Regions from separate parts of the Mus musculus genome. Here regions 1, 2 and 4 are each linked to region 3. The links are chromatin contacts, called in public ChIA-PET and capture Hi-C maps. All regions are on one chromosome and are shown on one strand. Each heading gives the region's core, a stretch centred on a gene start, on an enhancer-like site or on the middle of the called end of the contact. The rest is flanking DNA. Distances are from core to core; before and after follow the strand shown.

Region 1 (2,700 bases), core at 127-2,626, 450 kb after region 3:
GGGTGGGCGTGGGGGTAAGCAGGCCTGGAGGCTGGGCAGGCAGTTGCTTCTAACCAGGCTGATGTGGACTGAATCAGAGAAATGCCCACGGGCTTGGAGGGAGGAAGGCTGGGAGGAGTGAAAATGAGAGACAGCAGACAGGGAAGACGTGGAGAAGAGAGACAAAAATGGTAAAGCTCCAAACAGGAAAGCAGCAGTGGCAGAAGAGAGGAGGCTCGGGGGGGGGGGGGGGCTGTCCTGGTTAGCTACGGGGGTATTGCGCAGTGACCAAGAGCATGCGTGGACTTTGTAGTCAAACTCTTCCTGGGCTTGCTCATGGACTCTGTCCCCCTCTAGTTCTGTGACATTGGGAAAGTTACTTATTAAATCCCAACTCATGGGGGGCTATGTGAGAAGTCAAGGAGACGATGTGATATACTTGGCTAGTCTTCCCATTGGGGTGGAAATGTCTGGAGCCATTTGGGTTGGGACACTGCCCACTGGAAATAACTTATAGCCACACAGACACGGGGAGTTCGGGTCTGTGGAGGTGGTGCAAGAAGCTCTGCTGTGGAACTGAGGGAGGGGAGGGGGAGGGGAAGGAGGCAGTCTGTGCTGTAGTTAGAGGAGACTTGGGTGGGTCTGGTGTTTGTGTCCTGGCCTTGAGCCCTGAATTAAGAATCCCCAGGACTAGGGATGCAGCTCCGTTTGGAAAAGTGGGAGCCTAGCATTCACTGACTTCTTCCCTCAGCACCTCAGAAACAGGGTGTTGTGGCACTTGGGAAATAGAAGCAGGAAGATTGGGAATTCAAGCCCCCTCATCCAAAGAATTGTTCATCTGACTCCATAGCTTCGGGGTTTGCCAAGGGTTGAGGTGCTTGGTTCTAGGCCTCCAGGCCTTAAGTTCTAGTCCGGGGCATTGAACACCAGGTTCTCCCCAAGGTGCATGGGGGCAGTGGGTTGGAAAGGTGCTTTCAGCTGCGGAAGGAAGGAATGTCACACCCTGCCACCTCATCTCTCACAGCCTCAGAGACACACAAGCTGGTCTCAGAAGTCATGGCCACAAGTCTGTGGTCTCCAGAAAGAGGAACATACTGAGGTAGTGAAAGAAGAAACAGGTCGTTTTCACCCTCCCCAGAAGAGCACCAAGTGGATGGAACGCAAGGTTAGAGGGGGAGGGGACAGCTGAGGGAAGAGGAGTAAGAAAGAGGGTGGGTTGTAGTCACCGGGTGCTGGCGACTCACATAAGCTTGTTGCAAACCGGAGGCTGAAAGGAGGCCCGATTCTCTTCTACCCAAGACTTCACTCTCACACGGCGTTCCATGGCCGGCAGGCAGGACTCTTCTGCCCACAACGTGGTGGCCAGGTAATCGGGAGGTTGGAGTGATGCGATCTGCGACCTGCGATCTGCGCAGTCTCCTGTTGGCCACCTAGTTAATTAGGTTACCAGAGGTCAAAGAGCTGAGCAATCCCCTGCCACTCTGAGGGGGCAGCTCTAGAGTCTGAGACTACTTGCCCTGCCCCTGCACACACGCCGGAGCAGGGATCAAAGCCCAAGAACAGACCCGCCTCCTGGGACATGGCCAGCATCCTCCCAACACCTAGTTGCTCTGGACCGAAGCTGGACTCTGGTACCTACTGGGCCCATGTAAGATGCAGGACGCTGGGCTTTCAGCTTTTCGGGTTTCTTCTTCTGCCCTGCCTCTAAAGAAACATTGTGTTGGGAGAATAAAGGTTTGAAAATCGGAGACTTTGAGCACAAGGAGGACTGAAGGCAACAGGAGCACACAGAGGCCATCACAGGAGGCAATGAACAGGCTGCATCCAGTCTCCTCCGGAGCACGGAGGTCTGGCCCAGTCCTGCAGATGTGATTGGCTAGACCTGAGATACCCTGTCCTCACCTTGCTTTGCAGCTGAGGCCTGGTCCAGCTCGGCAGCCCTGGCGCCTAGTAGTAGTGGGCAGGAATGAGGTGTCCAGCACTGGTCTGAGTGAGCTCTTTACCCCTCCATGGGGAATTGAACCAGAGTCTTTAGTGTGCTAGGCAAACTCTGCCATGGAGCTTCAGAATGTCCCTGTCCCCTCACACGTCTTGTTTATATTTTATTATTTGGTTTTTGTTTTTGAGACAAGAAATCACTTTGTGACCCAGAATGTTGGGCAGGTTGCTATGTAGCTCAGGCTAGCCTCAAACTCTATCCTTCTACCTCAGTACTAGGATTACAGATGGATGTCACCATAAACCTACAATCCCCACCCTTGCATGTTTTAAGCCACCCACATGTGAAGACCTTTACAGGTGAAGATGGTCCTAGGTGTCTGTCTTATTTAGGGTTTTATTGCTGTGAAGAGACACCAAGACCTCTTATAAAGGACAAAGTTTAACTGGGGCTGGCTTACAGGTTCAGAGGTTCAGTCCATTATCATCATGGCGGGAAGCATGGCAGCATCCCAGGCAGGCATGGTGCTGGAGAAGGAGCTGAGAGGTCTACAGCTTGTTCTAAAAGAAGACAGGAGCAGTCTGTCTTCTAGGCAGTTAGGAGGAGGGCCTCAAAGTCCTCCCCAACCCCACTGACACACTTCCTCCAACAAGGCCACACCTCCTAATAGTGCCACTCCCCAGGCCAAGCACATTCAAACCCACCCCAGAGCCTGCCAGACTAGAGGCTCCTCAGCCAAGGTTGCCCTGGGGCAGGAAACGTAGGAGGAAGAGGGGAAGGCA
Region 2 (2,700 bases), core at 94-2,593, 430 kb after region 3:
GATGGAAAAGCCACAGTGAAAGCCAAGGGAGGGGGCAGGTGCAGGAGAAGGCAGTGCAGACAGAAAGGCAGCCAGGGACAGACAGGGGTGACCTGGAGGCTGGGCAGGGGACCCACAGCCCTTCCTGCCATCTGGCTTTCCTCTGAGATCACTGGTGAGTTTTCAGAAAGTGGGAAGTGGGTAGAGGCACCATGCACACTGGTTTCAAAATACGTGCATCCATTGTCTCTTGTCTGGCCTCCATCCTGCCTGCTTTCCCCTGTTTTCCACTCCACAATGTCTCTCTCTTGGGCCTCTGCCTGGCTCTGACCCTGAGACCTGTGTGATTCAAACATGTCTAACATGGATTGACCCCCACCCCAGGGGACTATGGAGAGGGAATTCGATCCCATGTGAAAGACCCAGAGCCCTGGAGAGCAGAGGCCCCCACCGAGGCACCCTGATCATCAGCGTCACAGTAGCAGTAACGCCCATTTAGGGGAAACTATTTCCTTCTGGTCAAGAAAATGCACTCTCTGACTTGGGGGAGACCTAGCATTCTAGCTGGGAAGGGCAATCAACTCCTTGGCTAACGTGGCTAGGGAGGTAGATGTTTGTTAAGCCATGTTAAGGGGATTGGAGGGACGCGTTTTCCATTGATGACGCAGTGCCATTTCCTTCCCAGAATTCCCATCTGTGCTGCGGTTGCCTGTGGAGTTGAGGCCCAATTGCTCTGTTAAGTCTTTTCTTCAGGGAAGCACGGCTCTCCCGTCCTCTTGCTACCACTGTTCTAATCAACCTTCTCAGAAGCCCAGGCTTCCTCACGTGTCTCTGAAGCACGTCCCGTTTCCCCTTCTGCCATTCAGCTACATGTCTGGCCTACCTCAAATGGCAGCTGCTGGGATTTACAGCTTTCTCGCTATGGCTGGGGGGTGGTGGGGGGGCATATTTTAAATGTTAAGAAAATTGTCCTCTGTAAAATCAGGTGTTATTGTCACCTTTGTGGAGAGCATTGAAGAGAAAACGAGGAAGCCTGGTTGTCCTTTCCTGACAGATGGAGCCATTCCTTCTGTGTTCTGACCCCCCCCCCCCCCAGCATCTCTAGACATGGCATGTTCTCTTCCCAGATCTGGGACAGAGAAACACACTGGTGCCACCAAGCACGGACCAGGCCACCCTGGACAGTGGACATTTGAAGGCACCAGTGTGGTCCTTCTTTGCTTATAGAAAAGCTTTGGGATAGGAAGGTGCTGATGTCATATCCTTCAAGGCCAGAAAGCTCCCTCAGCCAAGTCAGGTCCCCTTTGACCTTCTGTGGAGTGTGTCAGAGCAGTGAGCCACCAGGCTAGGGCAGGGAGACTGGGCTCTAGTTCCCTTTTCTTGAAGCTCTGCCTCTAAGCCTAGGTTTGTTCTGTGCAGATGCAGGCTCAGTATTGTCAGCTTCTCACTGAAGTCCCTCCCTGAGCCCAGGCTGCCCAGGAAGGCCTGCTCTGTGCAGATGCAGGCTTAGTGCTACAGGCCTCTTGCTGAAGTCCTTCTCTGAGCTACAGATGTCCCACTTGCCTTTCCTCCACTTGTAGAAGCTATGACAGTGATTACCTCTGGGGGTGGGGAACTCTGTGTTTGAGGTATTTCTGTTTTCCATAATTAGCATAACATAACTTCTGTGGTTGAGAAAGAAACTCAGCAGAGTGGGGGTTTGTTGTTATTTTTAAGTATGTTAACAACTAAATGAATGAACAGGGAACAGAGGGAGAGACAAAGAAGCACGCGGCTTTATAAGCAGGATGCGGAGCGGGTGTGGATCAGGGTTGCATGCACAGGGAACCACCTATCCACAAGAGGTGATGACACACATTAACAGGCCTTCTAACTCCCTGTGGCAACTGTTGTCCCCAAGTAACACATGACAGGGGAACACAGGTCTGCCACCTAAAACTCGCAAGTACTCATTCAGCAGGATGCCTTTATTGAGAGATTTCTTAGTGTCAGGCTGCTGGGCACATGGGGACAGTGTAGGGCTATGGCTGTTAGAAGATCGGGGACTGCTGATGTCCTAGGAGTCTGGCATCCTGGGCTGAGCTAGGCAGGAGGGTTGATGCCAGTGACAGCTCTCAACCACTCAAGGGGCCTGCTGATGTCCATGGAGATGCAATGAGGCTGAAAGAGCTGTCTGGAAATGGGCAGCTACCAGGTCATTACTCAGGCACCCTGTGGCTGCTTGGGGCGCACACAGGAGGGTCACCACCATGGCTTCTTACGGGCAGGGTCTTGTGTCACAGACAAGGCCACAGAGCCTTGTGCTCGCTCCCACACATACCTGTGGGGACACAGATACATAAGAGTCAGGCAAGGCCAGAGCCCAAGGGTTCCAGGGAAAAGGGCATCATTGTCATGGCTTCAGAAAGTCCTGGCATATACTCACGAGGTTCCAGCAGGCACCAGCAGGCTGTCATCTGGGGCCAGGGCTATACACTGCCCTCCCATTGTCACCTTAGAGGAGCCCTCCTGTGAGAGAACAGCAGAACCAAGTGAAGGCTGATGAGGCTGAGCTCAAGGCCAGCCTGAGTGAATTAGCAAAACCCTGCATTGAAATAAGAAAAGTGTGTGTGTGTGTGTGTGTGTGTGTGTGTGTGTGTGTGTGTGCACATACATGAGTACATGCATGGTGGGTGTGGGAACGGGGAAGCAGGGGGTGTTCAATGGTAGAGCTCTTATAAG
Region 3 (2,742 bases), core at 147-2,646:
AGTCTCATTAGTCTCTCCATTGCTTACCTATTGATGATCTGTACCAGTTGTTAATCAGAACAGTTGCTTTCTGAATTCTTATTGTAGAATACTCTTTTAAAGGCTCCCACTTTCCCACAAGGTTATTGGAAATAAATGTAGGTGGTTTTCCACATTCCACTTCTATCAGCTTACAGATTCATTGATCCTGTGTAGTCTCCTCTCCTTCACAGCTCTGCATGTTCCGTTTGGGTTACGGTTCATTTATTAACTATTTTTTTGTGTGTGAATGTGTTTATAGCAGTCATATTACTTGTGTTTATTTTGGGTTGGTATAGGTTTTTTGTAAATACAAAGTTTTAAAGTAACAAATTGAAGAAAATCCTCTGCCACCTTCAATACTTTTTTGTGAATCTGTTGTTTAGTTGACTTCAGAAGTGCTCACACAAAAAATACATTGTAACTCTTTCTCCCTTCCTCACTTCTTCCCCTCACCACCACTCCCCCCCCCCCTTCAGAGGTGCCTCTGTAATAACAGCCTCTCACATGAAAAAAAAACCATTATATTCATTGTCACCTGGCTTTACATGGTGTGAGACAGACTGAAATATCTCTGACTTTACGTTACTTGTCAGCATCAATGGTTTAAAATGAGTGTATACAAGCAGTCGTGAATTGTTTTATCTTATAGATTAATTGATACTACTATAGCTTGTAACATTTTAAAATAATTTTGAAAATGACTTAATTATGTTTATTAGTGAAATGGTTATATCATATATAGTCTAAATATTTAGGTTTTAAAATTAATGAAAAGTGATTATTCTTTATGCTCCAAGTGGGTTTCATTTTAAACAAAAGCAAAAGGAAGAAGGAAGTGTGACCTGCCACTGCACGCACAGTGTTTATTTTTATTTCCTACCCAAAAAAATGATCACTTTTGTACTTCTGAAGTGGTATTTATAGAAATGGTACTGTGTTGCAGTTTCAGAAGAAGGAGAACTTGGGTTTGGATTTGAAGCTGTGGATGAGGAGCAGCTGAAGCACCCAAGCCTCCAACCAGCCTCAAGCCAGCGCATGGCTGTGGCAATCACGTCTGTTAGCTGTCTCTGTGGCCTGAGGCAGTTCTGTTTCCTGTTTGCTTGCTCTCCTTCAGCTTCTTTGTGTCACTTTATCAATGAGCAGAAAACTTTTAGCTCAGAGAGCAAAGGGACAGGAGAGGGACTGTCTTAAGCATGTTTTACTTGTGTCAGCCTAGATGGGCTTTGTGATAGGCCATCTGGATGGAGAGGATTTCCTCAGAATGTCAAGTATGTCGTGAGATTTTGAGCTGGGGTTTTCTTGCAGTGTCCGGAAAGGCAGCAGGAAACAGGCAGAAATGCTAAGAGCGGAAGACAGCTTGCCAGTGGCTTCAGTGTGTGATTCCTGTATGTAGAAGAGTCCTGTCTGTCACACTTGACTTGCTTGAACAAAAGAGGCTGGAGGTGGGGACTAATCAAGATCCTGTTCTTCCCTGCACTCTTAAGTGTGCCCGAAAAGAATGGCATAAGTGTTGGCCTAAGTGCTCTGAGTACTTAAAACTGCTCACTTTATAACAAGTGTGTGCTACACGGTTTTCTTCTCCTAAGAAGCATACTCTTCTTAGATATTAATTAGATATTAATCCTTTCTCAAGAATAATATATTACATAAGTTAGTTATGTAATGTACTATTATCCTTGAGAAAAGAATAGAAAGCACTAGCTTTTCGTGGACAGCAATTTAAAATAGTGCCTCCTAAAAAATCAGATTGTATATTTCATCCTCAGTCAGGTCCAACCAAAGCCCTCATGGAAACAGAATTATCTGCACATATTTTAAATTTTGTATTGGATTAATGATAGAATAGTTACTATTTTTTTGAAACTAGGTACCATCCTTGGATTACAGTAGTAAAATGACCTTTTTTCATGTTTTTTTTTTAATTAAGATATTTATTTGTTTTATGTATGTATGCTCTATCTGCAATTATACCTATGTGCCAGAAGACGGGGCATCAGATCCCATTGTAATTGGTTGCAAGCCACCGCATGATTGCTGGGAATTGAACTCGGGGACCTCTGGAAGAGCAACCAATGCTCCTAACTGCTGAGTCATCTCTCCATCCCCCTTTTTCATTTTCTTAAACACAATTTTTTGTGTTATATGCTAGATGACTTTTAGTGACAATAGCTTACAAGGGAAAAGCAGTCTTTTTTAAAGTAGATAAGTGTGTCTCAGTGTTCTGTTGCTGTGAACCATGGCCAAAACAACTCTTCTGAAAGAAAGCTTGGAATGAGGGGCTTCCGTACTGTCTCAGAGGTTTAGTCAATTATGCTCATGGTGGGGAGTGTGATAGCATGCAGGCAGGTGCTGGAAAAGAAGCTGAGAGCACCTGGTCCTCCAGCAAGGCCACACCTCCTAAGTAGTGTCACCCCATGGTAACTAAGTATTCAAATATATGAGCCTGTGGGGACCATCCTTATTTAAACCACCCAAAGTATTATTTCACTTTCAAAATCAGAAAGGAGTCTTGCTTTTGTTATCATTGTATTGTTAAACAGAGGTAATGAATATTACTGATTACTACAAATTTAAAATACCTGAGTTTTAAAATATTATTTAGTTAAAAACTCTTCTTCTAGAAGATTTTTACTTCGGAAATAAGATATTCAGATTAGTAAGAAACATTAAACCCTGCCCGAGTGTGTCTATATGTGCATTTGTGTTTCCAGCATAGACCTT
Region 4 (2,700 bases), core at 125-2,624, 330 kb after region 3:
GTCTATGGCTCCTGGGAGAATATTATCACCCTGTAACAATAAAAGTATAGATGTATATGCAACATAAATACATGGACACACACACACACACACACACACACACACGGATAGGGACACATACACATGATGTAGGTATTATTAAGTAAGCTTACAAAAGAATATCTTTCAAATGTCCTTAGTGTTTATGTCCCCTCCTCTCTCCTTCTGTATCACCCTTCTTACTCCCCCACTTCAGTACCCCCGACCCTATTTTAAAATTTTAATATCTATTTATTTGTATGTGTGTACCATGTTGCTTACGTGGTGGTCAGGACAACTTTGTGGATTTGGGTCTAAATTTGGGTACTGGAAATTGTAGTCCTGACTACTCTGGAATTCACTATGGCTGTTTTTGAACTCACGTAAGTCTTTCCTGCCTAGGTCTCTAGAGTGGTGGGATTACAGGCATGTGGATCCTTTTTACGTAGTTTATTATGGGAAGAAATGCTCGACTGTGCTTAGGGAAGACAGTGCTGGTAAATTCAGGACGGTAATGTTTTGCGAGAGCAGTGCTGGTGGTTAGCTGAGAGGAGGAAGCCCTAGGACCATGCTGGGAGTGAGTTCAGGAGGAGGATGCTCTGGGAGGACGGGGCTGGGAGTGAGCTGGAGAGGAAGGCTACTTCTTGTGCTGGTTGTCTGTTGTCATCTTGACACCTAGAGTTACCTGAGACGAGGGAACCACAATTGGGAAAATGATTGGCCTTTGTGGCATTTTCTTGATTAATAATTGATGTGGGAGGTCCCAGCCCTCTGTAGGCAGGAGGTCCTGGGTTCTATAAGAAATCAGGCTGAGCAAATCCTGAAAGCAAGGCAGTAAGCAGCACCCTCCATGGCCTCTGCATCAGCTCCTGCTCCAGGTCCCTCTGCATTCCTGTCCTGACTTCTTTTAGTGGTGGGTGTGACCGAGCCTAGTAAGCTGGGGTACCCTTTCCTTCCCGAGTTGCTTTGGCCGTGGTGTTCTGTCCCAGCAATCGAACCCCTAGCTAAGACACTTGTGGCTCTTTTATTTTCGCTTCTGAAGTTTCACAGTTTACAGCGAGCGGAAAGTTGCATGGTGGCACGCTAAGGCTACAGAATCCCAGATGGATTTTGATTTATTATAAGACTGGGCAGCCTTTGCCAGATGCAGTGTTCTTTGAATAAATGTAAAGCAGAAGTAGCTTATTTCTGATGGGATCCTGACTCGCTGTAGAACTGATGAGTCATGGCAGCTCACTGTGTGAAAGGACCATTTCAGACGGCCTTCTCTTCCCGCTGACTTCCTGTGCGTGGACTGCTCATTTCCACTCCCTTCTGTGAGGTCAGAGTAACGTTCAAAACCACACTAACCTTGCCGGCACCAGCTGCTCATCAGGCCGGGAGTTCTGCAGAGACCGGATGGCACTTGAGGGTGACAGTTTCCCTGCTGATAGAATGTGTGCTTGTAGTTTGCTTAAAATTTTTCGGCTCTATGTAGTGGCACATGCCTTTTATCCCAGCACTTGTAAGGCAGAAGCAAGCAGATCTCTGTATTCGAGGTAGCCTAGATTGCAGAGTGAGTTCCAGGACAGCCAGGGTTACACAGAGACCCTGTCTCCAAAAACAAAAATAAAACAAAACAAGAAATTAAAAAACAAAAACAAAAACAAAAAACAAAAATAAATTCTGGATTGAATGAATTCTGGAATGTAGGCTCCGAGGTTAAGAACACACACTGCTGTTATTAAGGACCGGATTTGGCAGCTTGTTAGCATCTGTAATTCTCCTCTGGGGGACCTGGCTCATTTTCAGGGATACCTGCACTCAGGTGCACATCCCCACCCTACATATTCCTTTTTTTGTTTTAAGTTTAAAGAAGTAACTTCGGCATTTAGTTCACTGCTCTTGCAGGGGACCTGAGTTCAGTTTCCACATTGGGACACAGAGACCTGTAACTCAAGCCGCAGGGATCCAGCGCCCTCTCCTGGCCGTTGTAGGCACTGTACTCGTGGGCACCTGCATTGAGAGCACATTCTCCTGGATACATAATTATTAAGTCTTTAGGACCCTTGGAGGCCCCCAGAAACTGAGCCACCAACAGAAGAGCATTCATGGGCTGGACCTATGCCCCCCACACAGATGTAGCAGAAGTGCAACTTGGTCTTCATGTGGGTCCCCCAACAATTGGAGCAACTGGACCCCTGACTCTGTTGCCTGCCTGTAGATCCTGCTCCCCTAACTGGGCTGTCTTGTCTGACCTCAGTGGGTGTGGATGTGCCTAGTCCTGCAGTGACTTGAGATTGCCCGGGTGGGTTGGTTCCTGGGAGGGACCTCCCCCTTCTCAGCGGTGAAGAGGGAGGGGCCATTTGAGGGGGCACTGGCAGGACCGGTGGAACCGTGATAGGGATGTAAAATGAATAAATAAGTTAATGGAAAGAAGAAAGAAAAAGAAATAAGTCTTTAAAGAAATTCTGCTCTTTTTTACAGTAAATCTTGATAGGCATAATGTCCATTAATAAAAGCTTGAGGTCTTCAATGGGGCTTAAAAGTGTGAGTAAGTCTTTAGGTTACAGAGCAAGAGAACTGCTGGGCAGGTGTTCTCTCAGAAAAATGCATTCAAATTTGGCCTAGAAAATATTCCAGGGTCTGGGGAGGCGGCTCAGTGTGTATCCCCAGCAGGTATGCACCCCCAGCACGCATAGA

Evidence for each region. ChIA-PET counts read pairs in DNA pulled down with a chosen protein or histone mark. Capture Hi-C pulls out chosen DNA fragments and counts their contacts.
Region 1: a contact with region 3 is called in an RNA polymerase II ChIA-PET map of effector CD8 T cells, with 9 read pairs. The contact joins the promoter of Haao here to the enhancer-like site in region 3. A contact is called at or near these places in 9 of 39 promoter capture datasets (the 3T3-L1 cell line, the C10 cell line, the HPC-7 cell line and 5 more), 2 of 484 Hi-C or Micro-C datasets (both in embryonic stem cells), 6 of 115 datasets of contacts at active chromatin or transcription factors (the HPC-7 cell line, effector CD8 T cells, embryonic stem cells and 3 more) and 2 of 9 other capture datasets (embryonic stem cells and liver).
Region 2: a capture Hi-C map of embryonic stem cells shows a contact between it and region 3, with 3 times the contacts expected there. The contact joins two enhancer-like sites. A contact is called at or near these places in 2 of 115 datasets of contacts at active chromatin or transcription factors (embryonic stem cells and large pre-B cells) and 1 of 9 other capture datasets (embryonic stem cells).
Region 4: a contact with region 3 is called in an RNA polymerase II ChIA-PET map of memory CD8 T cells, with 18 read pairs. The contact joins two enhancer-like sites. A contact is called at or near these places in 1 of 484 Hi-C or Micro-C datasets (LSK cells) and 2 of 115 datasets of contacts at active chromatin or transcription factors (large pre-B cells and memory CD8 T cells).

Annotation. Positions count from the first base shown.
Region 1 is chr17:83,845,414-83,848,113 of GRCm38.p6, forward strand. It overlaps Haao (3-hydroxyanthranilate 3,4-dioxygenase), which reads right to left and starts at 1,377. Exons shown (of 10, transcript NM_025325.2): 1 at 1,224-1,377. The coding sequence starts at 1,303.
Region 2 is chr17:83,829,423-83,832,122 of GRCm38.p6, forward strand. Haao (3-hydroxyanthranilate 3,4-dioxygenase) reads right to left here. Exons shown (of 10, transcript NM_025325.2): 9 at 2,405-2,487; 10 at 1,932-2,299. The coding sequence ends at 2,221. Among named protein-coding and RNA genes, the nearest start is that of Gm41637, 4.1 kb to the left of the region's middle. Within about 2 kb of position 1,344, at least 98 of the 459 cell types and tissues checked have an H3K27ac peak or open chromatin away from gene starts, as enhancers often do.
Region 3 is chr17:83,396,550-83,399,291 of GRCm38.p6, forward strand. The region is part of intron 1 of Eml4 (echinoderm microtubule associated protein like 4); the gene reads left to right. Among named protein-coding and RNA genes, the nearest start is that of Eml4, 47 kb to the left of the region's middle. Within about 2 kb of position 1,397, at least 147 of the 459 cell types and tissues checked have an H3K27ac peak or open chromatin away from gene starts, as enhancers often do. A contact at or near this core is called in the HPC-7 cell line, effector CD8 T cells, liver and 3 more, where this site is marked.
Region 4 is chr17:83,731,032-83,733,731 of GRCm38.p6, forward strand. The region is part of intron 3 of Mta3 (metastasis associated 3); the gene reads left to right. Among named protein-coding and RNA genes, the nearest start is that of Mta3, 26 kb to the left of the region's middle. Within about 2 kb of position 1,375, at least 228 of the 459 cell types and tissues checked have an H3K27ac peak or open chromatin away from gene starts, as enhancers often do. A contact at or near this core is called in memory CD8 T cells, where this site is marked.